Linked DNA regions of Sus scrofa: regions 1, 2 and 4 are each linked to region 3. Evidence: chromatin contacts called from public HiChIP or PLAC-seq data. All regions are on one chromosome and are shown on one strand. The core of a region is the stretch at or near the end of the contact, and the rest is flanking DNA. Distances in the headings are between cores, read along the strand shown. Region 1 holds the start of DUSP5 (dual specificity protein phosphatase 5). Region 2 holds the start of XPNPEP1 (xaa-Pro aminopeptidase 1). Region 3 holds the start of MXI1 (max-interacting protein 1). Region 4 holds the start of SMC3 (structural maintenance of chromosomes protein 3).

Region 1 (2,700 bases), core at 60-2,559, 260 kb before region 3:
ACCTCTCCTAGGTCCTGGCTCGCTGGGCCAGCCTCCCCCGCGCTGGCAGACAGCGTTAGGGTCGCTGGGTTGGGCCACGACCCGTCTAGGAAGGGGACGAGAAGGTGGAAGAGATGGGAAGGCTGTCAGCTCCAAACTGAGCTAGAGAAAAGCCTGGAGGCGAGAAGGGGAAGCTGAGGGACAATAAAAAGCAATAAAATGAAATGGAAAGGAAGGGGAGGGACTGCCAGGGTCAAAAGGCAAGAGGGTCGATGAAGACACAGCCTAACGTAGGTTAATTGTCCAGGAGGGAGGAAAGGGGACACCGCGGCGCCACGCTCCTGGGGGAGGGGGTGGTCCCGACCTGCGGATTCCGCCAGGTCCGTCCATTAGGACGGCTCCGGAGCATAGGCCCCAGCGAGAGCGGGTAAGCCCGCGCCAGGAAACGGGGCCACTGCCCAGCACAAGCCAGCGGGCCCCCAGCTGCGTAAGCGACCCCATCTTCCCCGGCGGGCAGACCGTCAGGCGCTTTCGAGGAACGCGGGTGGGGAGGGGAAAGCCGTGAGCGCTGACATTGGCGGTGCCCTCCCCGGAGCACGTCAAGCCCCAGGGTGCAGACTCCCGCCAGTGGAGAACTTCCCGGGTTCCAGGGTGGAGGAGGGCGGCCGGCGCCAGAAGGCGACTTCAGAGTCCGGGGCCGTCCCGGCGAGGAGTCAGGTAGAGTGACGGGGGATCCGCGGCCCTGGCTCACTCACCTTTGAGGAAGTAGACTCGCGGGCCGGCGGGGAGGCAGGCGAGCAGCGAGGTGAGCACGACGCGCGCGGCACTCTCTTCGCGCAGCTTCTGCCAGTGGCGGCTGCCCTGGTCCAGCACGACTACGGCCGCCACGCCGCCGCCACCCTCTTGCAGCAGCCGCGCGCGCGCCGCCTCGTCGGGCAATACGTAGCGCGCCGACACCGCACCGCCGCGGGCCCTCCGCAGCACCACCGAGTTGAGGTTGACGTTGAGCGAGCCGCGCACGCTGGAGGCGGCGAAGGCCAGGTAGGGCCGGCAGTCGAGCACCACACAGCGCGCCGCCGCCTCCTTGCGGAGCATCTTGCGCAGCTGGCGCCCGTCGAGCGACGTGACCTTCATGCCGCCGCCCAGCGGCCGCGCGCCGGGCACCCCGCAGGTGCCGACGGCCAGGATGCCGGCCAGCGAGGCCCGGGAGGGCAACCCGCGGGGCTGCGGCCGGCCGACCGAGCCCGGCGCCGGAGCGGCAGCTCAACTCTTCTTTCCCGCCCCCTACGCTCGGCGCCCGGCCCGGCCACTCGCCGCCCCAGAAGCCGGGGATTCCGCCGGCGGCGCTGGGTTTTAAGCGAATGGGTGTGTGGCCTATGACGTGGCTGCCCATATAAGGCCAAATATGGGTATTTCCCCGCCCCTTCGGGCTGTGGCCACGCCCCCAGGGAGCGGGACGCGCGGGGCGGTCGCCAAGCGTTAGTCAGCCGGAGAAAGAGGAAGTGGAAGGCGCCTCCTGTGCTCTCTGTGGCGTTGCGCGGAGACACTCACTCGCGCATCACCGGGGACTGACGGTGGGGTGTCAGGAACGCCACGAGGCCGAGGTGACCCACGCTGTGCGGGAAGAGGAGGAAGCGGAGGAGGCAGAGCCGGCGCCGCACCAGCGGGCTTTGAGTTTCATAGACGTAGGTTCAGAACCTGCTGGGGGCCATGCCAGGCACTGCTGTAGGGAGAGCAAGGGGAGCCCTCGGCTAGTGCCCCCAGATGAGTCAGAAGTAGATTTCGATCCTTACGGGTCTTTACGCGGGAAATGAGATGATGGTGGAATTTGCTCCAAGGGCTGGGCTATTGATGACTGAAGATTGGGCTTGTTTTGGTAATCATTGAAGCTTGGTGATGGGTACCTGGGGATTCATTATATTGTTTACTCTACTTTCCTTTATATTTTGAAATTTCCCATAAGAAAAGTACCTAGAAGTAAAAATGGAGAGAGAAGAGCCAAAAATTAATCTCCCCAAATGGATTCTGCCCTCAAAGGATTGATGGTCCTTTGTCACACTCCCAATAATAATTAGAATAATTGTTTTTGAGAAACTCTTCTCTGCCTCCCAGAAAATCCGTCCTGAGTTCAGCTGCAGCATCAACATGCGCTGTTGATGGAGCTCAGCACAGCCAACTGTCCAGGTGGCTTCTGGATTTGAGGGATTATCTGTGGATCAAGTATAATCTCAGGCTGTCTGACCCCACCAGTCCCCAGCAGTTCAGGCTTCCCATCCCCAATCTTGGGGAACTGGACGTGATTCACCCATTCAGCAAGTATTTAGTGAGGGTCAGCTTTGTGCCCTACCAGCTGCAGGGACATGCATGAGGGAAACAAGCTTCTATCCCAAAATCAGGACCAACCATTTTGTCGTGAGTGTGATGAGGAAGGAGGCTGCCTGATGGAAACACCAGGAGGGGCTTGTTTACTACCAACAGAGGGAATGAGGTTTTTAGGAGGAAGCAGAAATCAAATTCTGAAATCAAATGCAATCAAACCAGGCACAGATAGCCAGCTATTGCCTCTGGGTCTCAGCTGCCCTCTGTTAAGAGGTGCTGTCCTTGCTCTGTCAGTGGCATCTTAATTAATATGTGTTGTAGGCAGAGCAAGGGTTTTCTTTCTTTTGGGGATTATCCGTGCCAGCCTTCCCTGCATTCTGCTCCTCCTCCAGTGTCACCAGA
Region 2 (2,700 bases), core at 60-2,559, 280 kb after region 3:
CTCCAAGCTCTTGCAGGAAGCAGAACCTACTTGATACAGGTGTATAAGGCCTTCCCCAAGGTCAAAGCAAGACGAGTAGATGGCTTTAAAAAGATGGTCACTGTCATTTAGCAAATATATCTGAAGCGCTGACTCAGTGCCAGATGCTGCTCTAAGCACCAGGGTCATAAAAATGAACAAGAGAGCCAGCGTTCCTACCCTTAAGTACTGCACATTCTGAGAACATTCACTCATGCAAAAAAATATGTAATGAGCACTTACTACAGGTCAGGTTTTGCTCATCATTAAAAAACACAGTTTATATTACTATACTATACTAATGACAATGGCACATGTGCACGTGTGTGTGTGTGTGTAAGGTGGGGGGCAGAATACAACACACATAAATACATTCTTTATCATGTTAAAAGGTAATAAGTGCTATTGAAAAAAACAGCAGTGTAAGAGGATTAGCCACCTTGGGGGCTGTTTACAGATTTAAATAGGGTGATCAGGGTGGGTCCATTGAAAAGGTAATACTTGAGCAAAGATTTGAAGGCAAAGTGAGGAAAAGGTAAGGAAGGGAGCTTGGGTATTTGGGGAAGAACAAGTCCAAAGGCCCTGGGGCATAAGGATGCCTGGCTTTATCAAGGATAGCAAGGAGATCAGGTTCATTGCGACAGAGTGAACAGTGTGGAAACAGAAGGAAATGGTTAGGGGCAAAGCAAGCAGAGCTTTTAGCCTGAGTGAAATGAGGAACCATCAGAAAGTGCTAAGTAGATCAGGGGCATGATTTCAGACTTCAAAGAATTGACCTGGCTGCTGTGTTTAGGCTAGACCTTGTGGGTGCCCAAGGCATTAGGGAAGTCAGTGGAATCAATCACAAGGGCAAGGCAGTAGCGATGCAGACCTAGAGGTGGGACAAGGGGGACAGGTAGTGAGAAGTGGTTAGATCAGTCTTGAAGACGCGGCCAAAACGATTTTCTAAGACAGGATGTGGAGTGTGAAAGAGGAGGCAGGGATGACTCCAAGATCTAGTCGCTGATTGCTTGGTAGAGCAAGGTTTTGCTTTGTTTTGGTGCGTTGGTTGTGGGGGGTGGGGGTGGGCACCAGCGCCATTCATACATGTCAAGTTTGAGGTGCCTATTAGCTATCCAAGTGTTGTGAGCAGCTGGATTTTGCCTGTATGAGTGATTTAGGAGAAATGCTAACGCCTCAGGAAGTGAGACCGCGCTGAGGTACTACTTCCATAACTGATCACGTCCTCCTCCTAAAGGCTGGAAAATCCCTGAAGGGAATTTCATCGCGCCTTAATCCCTTCAGCAGACAGAGCCCTTCTTTTACCTCTTTGGGGAATGGCGAGAAAAATGAACAGCAATAACCCGACGCTGCACGGCTTCCATCCCCTAACTCGCCGAAGGGAAAGAAGCCATGCGGGTTGCGGTGGGAATGCAGATACGTCCCCAGCGGCGGGCGGGGCCTGAAGGTGGGCGGGGCCGCGGCGCCGGCGCACGCCACAGAGGGGGGCGTGGCCGGCTCGGCGCGCGCGCCCCCCTCCTTTCCTTCCGCAGGCCCACCGGTGATCAGCTGGTCTGCGCTCCTCTGACGTGAGCCTGGGCACGTCACCGCCGAATGGCAGCCTCCAGAAAGGCACCGCGAGTAAGGTGAGGGGAATGTGCCGGGGAGCCGGCGTCCGGGCATCGCGCGGCCCCCGGGGCCCGGGCGCGCCTGTTGCACTCCGCAGGGCAGGGACAAGCGGGTGAGGCGCTGCAGGCAGCCCACTGCAGTCGGGCGCCGGCCAGGGATGGCCGGAGCCCCTCGAGCCAAGGCAAGGGGAGGGAGCCTTGCAGCCGGGCAAGTTCCGGTTCGTTTCCGGTGGGGCCTCTGGCAGCCCTGGGCAGCCCGAACCGCGTCCTCGCACGAGAGTGTGTGCGGAGGTGCAGCGCTCGGCCGGAGGGAGCTGTGGCCATCGCCGCCCCTTCCTCGGCTAGGCTAGAAGGCCCCGCTATAGGAGGAAATTGACCCCTTCTGGCTTCTCCCGGGGCCGGGGAGGTGGGCGAGCCCTCGACCTCGCCCTCGCCCCTCTATCCTGAGAATCTAATCTTCAAAGTACAACCGTGACAATGTGACACCTGCAGTTCGACTTGCTGATCTGTCACCACTACAAGGATAGGCCACCACGGGCCCTTCCCTACCCAAGTGGTTTCAGAGGTCGTGTAAGGGAATACTTTGATATCATCCTACCAGTAACCTGCCCTGGGTACTCCCTGGATGCAGGGAGGTGAGAAGGATAATCCGCTGGTCTCACATTGAATAGGTTTCAGCCTAGTCTTCCCCTACAATCAAGGTGTACTTATCAGAGCAGCTAACAAACTGAGAGATATGTTGAGAATTCCCAATGGCCAGAAACCAAATTCCCTGGCAATCTACATGGGGTCAGCCATCCTCTGACCAGTTGAAACTTGGCAGCATGGCCCGGCTCACTTGCTGAACACAGGCCGTGGCTTGTGCTTGTGTTTGTGAGCTGACAGATCTCAGGCCAAACTTGACCTGGCCTTGGCTTCCGCAGAGCGTGTTAGGGATGAGTAGAGAACCTGCCCAGCCCTGTGGAAGGGTGTTTGAGGTGCGGCTAACCTGCATGGGAATAGGGCTGCTGGAAATGGGGTACCACAAGTGGATAATGAGTTAGGGCCTAGGCTGAGAAGTAGCCTTTGAGGACCT
Region 3 (2,700 bases), core at 52-2,551:
CCTGAGAGATCCCAAAGTTTCCTTCTAGCTGCCTCCCCCTCGTCGAGTTTCCCGGGCGTAGGATGGCGGGTCCGGGGCAAGCTGCTGGCTCTGCCTGGCTTTACCGGCCTGTTTCTTTGGGGGGTACACCCCAGGGCAACAGAGGCGCAGGGGGACTGTATCCGTGGACGCGATGGCGTGAGCCCAGCCCTGCTGCGAGAGGAGAGGAAAAAGCAAAGTAGACAGGAGGGAGAAGCAGAGCCGTGCCAGCCCGAGCCCACGCTGTGGAGGGCTGTTTGGTTGTTGTTGTTATCGTTGTCGTGTGTGTCTGTGTGTTTTCTTTCTGGAACCGCTGAGCTCTGCCTATGGTTTCCAACTTTCGGCTTCTAATCCCCACCCCACCCAAGAACGAGCTTCAGAAAAACAACACTTGTCTGCCGGAGAAGGCTCCGGAAAAAAAAAAAAAAAAAAAAAAAAAAGGAAGAAAGGCGACCTCGAAGAGATGAGCTCTCGGCTCAGTTGTCAGCAAACAACAACACTCCCCCGGCTCCTCGGCCCAGCGGTCCTCCTAGCCTAGAGGAGACGGACAGACAGACGCACCGACAGCCCCCCCCGCCCCCGCTCGTCTTTGTTACATCTTTAGCAGCTTTGTGCGTGCGTGTCCTTTCTCCGGTGTCATCGGCTTTAATGCCGAGGGCTGGATGTGTGTGTTGGAGGGAGGGGGCCAAGCAGGCGACAGGGGTTGCCCAAGTGGGCGAGGAAGAAAGAGCCAGGCGCCGAGGAGGAGCCGGGGCCCCCAAACTTACTTTTGTTTTCTTTCTCGATCTGCTCCAGGTAGCTGGCGGCCTCGAGCAGAATCTGCACGTTTTGCAGAAAAGTGTTGATGTGCTTCTCCATCGAGTTCTCGCTGGTGTTGAAAATGTCCGAGAAGGGGCACCTGAGCTTGGCCCCCGCGGGCTCCTCTGGTTGGGCCGGGGGCTGGGGCGCGGCCACCGCCGGGGGCGCGGCGGGGGCCAGCCCCGCGCCCTCGCAGCGCGCTTCCTTGCGCGGCCGCCCGCGTTTGCCCATGGAGGGACCGGGGTCCGCCAAGCTCGTCCTCTTTTGGGGCTGCGCGGCTCGGCCGAGCTCCGGGCCCCAGGGGAGACCCGGCTGGCTGAAGCAACTAAAGCGCCGAGGCGAAGAGGCGACCTGACTTCCCGAGCCTTCTGCGTGCAGTTGTGTGTTTGAGTGTGTGTGTGTGTGTGTGTGCGTGTGTGTGTGTGTGTGTGTGTGTGTGTCGGTCTCGCAGTGGGTCTGTGTGTATGGGAGATTGAATGAACCTACAGGACGGACGGAGGCGCTCTGGCGCCTGGGTCCTAGTGCGAGCCTGTCGCCATCGGACCGGTCAAAATAAAAGGTGGAGACTAGCGCGGCGGGGACCGCCCCCTGCTAGTCCCTGCGTACTTCCCCGCCTCTCCCCAAATCTCACCACAGTGTAGAACGTATGGCTCTGAAAGCACCTGCAAAAAAACAAACGACTAGGCTATTTTTTCTTTACATAAAAATAATAATGCCTGACACATAGTAGGTTTCCAATAAATGGTAGCTGCTATGACTTAAAAAAAAAAAAAAGTCCAAAAAATCATCATATGTAATCCTCAGTTTTCTCCCCCCAATCCACACACTCATTCACAGAGGCCGGGGTGTCTGCCTTCACAGGACCAAATGAAATCCCCAGGCCACCATATCCCAGTTACAGATTTACTCACTCTTTCTGTCTCCCTTCAAATGCAATGTTATTTTCCAGGAAGGGGGAGGAGATGCAAGCATCTCTATCTACACTCCTCTTTCCCAGCCTTAGTCCAGCTGTGCAAAGCTCACAGTAGGATGCCTCCACACCTGGCCCTCTTTTATTTGACAGAAAGGCAGAAATGGCAGCCCAGGAACCTCCCACCTCTACCGCAGCTGAATTCCACCTTTTGGCTCTGAAGAGCCCCACCCAAGTTGACATAGTTTTCACTGCTCCAGCAGAGCTAACAGTTAGGGTGTACAGGAACCATTGATGCTTTCCAGATCTGGGGTGTGTGGTGGGAGTCAGGGCCCTTGGGAAGTGCCACAGAGAAGGATTCAAGTCCCAGCTCTGCTCTGTATAGGCTGCGTGAGCCTGGATGAGTCCTCTAACCTCTCTTGGCCTAAGTGTCCCCATCCATGAAAACTCTGATAAGAATAATGCATTAATTAAATTATAATCGCCCTTAGGATGCTGCCTGGCCCCTAGTAAGAGCTTTTGCTTGCAGTATAGATCCAGAGAAGAGGCTGAGTCCCCTACCTGCACCTAAGCAGGAAAATAAGTTGCAGGAAGCAAGACTTTTCTGCACTTTGTTGGAAAACATCTTTGCAATAAGCCCTTCTAAATATTGTCACCTTGCAAGGCCACCTGGAGTTTTCCTGCAGGGGAACTATTTACATAGAAGACATCATGAATGCTGCCCATGGATTTGTGCCACCCAGCTACCTTACTTAGAGACAGCTTTGTACACATTCGTCAGGAAGAATTTTACTGGAAATGGAAACTTTTTGGAAAAAAAGGAGAGAAAGTACATTTCTTTGTGAAGCCCCTTCCATGTAGAACAGTACACACACTCTCAGGAAAGTCTTGTGTGATTTTGGACTACAGTAACCCACTGCTGATATAACAGGAACAGTCAGTAACTGGCATTTTATAGCCAATATATTCACATT
Region 4 (2,700 bases), core at 79-2,578, 330 kb before region 3:
TGAATCGGAGCTGTAGCTGCCGGCCCAAGCCAGAGCCACAGCAACGCAGGATCCGTGCCGCGTCTGCAACCTACACCACAGCTCACAGCTCACGGCGACGCCAGATTCTTAAGCCACTAAGCAAGGCCAGGGATCGAACCGCAACCTCATGGTTCCTAGTCGGATTAGTTAACCACTGAGTCACCACGGGAACTCCAGGAATAATCTCTAAACTAACACCTTTTTGCACACCTTTCCGTCCTGGTTTCTCATTTAATGCAAGATAATAAAGTTTCCATTTCAGAGAAGAAAAACTCATTTTGGAAAAACGGTGATTTAAAAAAAAAATCAGTAACCACTGCCAATGTTGCTTTTTTAGGAGCGATAATTAATAACCTGTTAGGAAATTCTCAAAATCAAGCCCAAGGTCCGTAGGAACACTAAGCATTACAAGGCTGTAGTAAAAGCACATCAAACTTGCAGACCGGCCCCAGCTTTTCTGGGCGTCCCTGCCAGCCACACTCCGGCCCAGCCAGAATGAGCATCCCTTTCGTGGAACCGCTGCTCTGAGGCCAACACATCCGACAAGAGAAACTTCTCGCAGAGCGTGAATGGGTCCATCTTTGCGGTGGACTCCAGCGCGGGAAGACCATTTTGACAGAAGTAAACAACGGAATGAGGAGGCACTACGCACCGTGCAGGAAGGAGGAGCCTTCTCACTCCTTGGCTAAGTCGGGGAGGAGCAAACCCCCAGTTAGGCTGACACCCCCAGAGGCGCCCCCGGACTGGGGAGACCCCACCACCACCACCACCACCACACACTAAACGCCCTCGCGGAGCTGCCCAGGGCAGCAGGACGAAGCCTCTTCCCGTCCCGGGCCTCTCCCGCCCCGGCCCACCCGGGAAGACCTAGTGCCTCCAACAAGACAGCCCCGCCAGCCCCTCCACCCCTCTCCCCGAGCCCGCCCCCCTCAGGCGAGCGCCCTGCAGGGCCGCCGGGGCTGCAGGGAGGAGCCCCACTTCTCCGCGGCCCTGCGCTAGTGGGTCGGCCCTCTCCCCTCCCCCACACTCCCTGTCCAGCCCCGCGTCCACCCTGCGGGGAGATGTGAAAGGCCGCGACATCCTCGCCTCAAAGAGCGGTCCTCACGAGCCCGTGGCAGGGGAAAGGAGGGACACATAGACCTCACCTGCTTTATGTACATGGTTCCGGGCGCTCCTAGCCGGGGAGACGGCCTCCGCCGCAAAAAGCAACAGCGAGGGCGCGGGGTCTGGTGAGGAGCCTAGGAGACCCCTCCCCCCAGAGCGCCGCTCGCTCCCCTCCAGCCAAACAAAATGGCGGCGCCCGCGGAGGCGGAGTCCGCGCCTCGGACGGAACCACCCTCGCGACCCCCACGGAGCGTAGGGGGAATCAGGGTTAGGTCCGTTCTTTCTTTTTGGCAAAAGGAACCTTCTACGATGTCTTCAGGTGTATTTCACTTGATCCCTCAATTTTTAGCTGAACTTTTCTGGAGAAATTGTCGGAAGTTTCATTCAGAAAAGCCTCGATCGTGTGGTTGGCCCGTATTTCCTCCGAGCTCAGAGATAATGGTTGCGGCCAGAAGGGGGGAAAGGTTCGGCGCCAAAGCCGAGAGCTAGAGGCGGAGGGCCAGTAGCGGTGCGGGGCGGAGGTCACGTGGTCTCCGACTGTATAAAAATGGGACGACACCACTCCCGTCCCCCCCCAACCAACGCCGCGCGCGGGTCGTGCCATTCCCCCAAACCTGCTGAATGCAGGATCGGGGGCGGGACGGTGTTCGGCGAGCTGAATTCCGGCTGTTCCATTATTCTCTCTTACTCGGGGACTTTTATAAATTTAGAACGGCTCTCAATGGCTCTAGACTGTCCACTCGCAGGACAGCCCCATGTAAACTTGGCGCTGGAAAATTAGTTGTAATAATGTCATGGTTAATACCTCCGGAGCTGTTACTGCTTTATTTGCTATAAATCTAGGCAGATTGGACAACTGCAGCAACAAGATTTAGATAAGATTAAAAGTTCCCCCCAACCCCGCTTTTTTTTTTTAACAGTCTGAAAGCTAAGAGGCGCCAGTGGCAACCGTTGGTGTAGCTGATGTATATCAATCCTAGGGAAAAAACCATTTGATTAGAAATTGGGCCACTGTGAAGTTACTTGCCAACCAAGTTGGTCCCTCCTCACCACCCCTCCCACTGCCCTTGGGCAGTTCCAGCCCTATTTACTGGATTAGCATCTCTATACTGTTGATTTCTAACTCTGGGATCATAGACACATTGATATTGAAGTTTTAAGTCTTCTTTACTAACCTATAAAATGAGGATAAAACCATTTTCATGTTTAGAATTGCAGAAACAATGCATAAGGCTATTCTATTTACCTAAATTATAGAGGTATATAGATGAAAGCATGGTGACCAAACATTTATGATGTTCTTTACAGTGATGAGAGTTTTACTTATTTAGACATACTAAATGAATCTTATCCAATTGGTTTATATAACTTATACAGGCAGAAAAAAATAAAGATTAGTGGAAAACTAATATATAAAAATAAAATATAAAAGGTGATTTGAGAATTAACATTCTTGTATTATTTATTCTGTCTCTACTACAATATAAATCCAAGAGAGAAAGGGTTTATCTCGTTTCTGCTGTTTCTTTAGTAACTCATTCCTAGAAAGTACTCAGTAATTATTTAATGAAAAGT

What was found. HiChIP or PLAC-seq counts read pairs in DNA pulled down with a chosen protein or histone mark.
Region 1: an H3K27ac HiChIP or PLAC-seq map of alveolar macrophages shows a contact between it and region 3. The contact joins the promoter of DUSP5 here to the promoter of MXI1 in region 3. A contact is called at or near these places in 1 of 47 Hi-C or Micro-C datasets (heart right ventricle) and 1 of 2 datasets of contacts at active chromatin or transcription factors (alveolar macrophages).
Region 2: an H3K27ac HiChIP or PLAC-seq map of skeletal muscle shows a contact between it and region 3. The contact joins the promoter of XPNPEP1 here to the promoter of MXI1 in region 3. A contact is called at or near these places in 1 of 47 Hi-C or Micro-C datasets (liver) and 2 of 2 datasets of contacts at active chromatin or transcription factors (alveolar macrophages and skeletal muscle).
Region 4: a contact with region 3 is called in an H3K27ac HiChIP or PLAC-seq map of skeletal muscle. The contact joins the promoter of SMC3 here to the promoter of MXI1 in region 3. A contact is called at or near these places in 2 of 5 promoter capture datasets (fetal skeletal muscle and liver), 2 of 47 Hi-C or Micro-C datasets (alveolar macrophages and skeletal muscle) and 2 of 2 datasets of contacts at active chromatin or transcription factors (alveolar macrophages and skeletal muscle).

The regions. Positions count from the first base shown.
Region 1 is chr14:120,904,949-120,907,648 of Sscrofa11.1, reverse strand. It overlaps DUSP5 (dual specificity protein phosphatase 5), which reads right to left and starts at 1,309. Exons shown (of 4, transcript XM_003359366.4): 1 at 735-1,309. The coding sequence starts at 1,113. LOC110256730 (a long non-coding RNA gene) reads left to right here and starts at 1,383. Exons shown (of 4, transcript XR_002338641.1): 1 at 1,383-2,700.
Region 2 is chr14:120,366,604-120,369,303 of Sscrofa11.1, reverse strand. It overlaps XPNPEP1 (xaa-Pro aminopeptidase 1), which reads left to right and starts at 1,309. Exons shown (of 21, transcript XM_003133180.6): 1 at 1,309-1,643. The coding sequence starts at 1,612.
Region 3 is chr14:120,642,292-120,644,991 of Sscrofa11.1, reverse strand. It overlaps MXI1 (max-interacting protein 1), which reads right to left and starts at 1,301. Exons shown (of 6, transcript XM_003133181.6): 1 at 786-1,301. The coding sequence starts at 1,047.
Region 4 is chr14:120,968,257-120,970,956 of Sscrofa11.1, reverse strand. SMC3 (structural maintenance of chromosomes protein 3) reads right to left here and starts at 1,328. Exons shown (of 29, transcript XM_005671452.3): 1 at 1,167-1,328. The coding sequence starts at 1,181.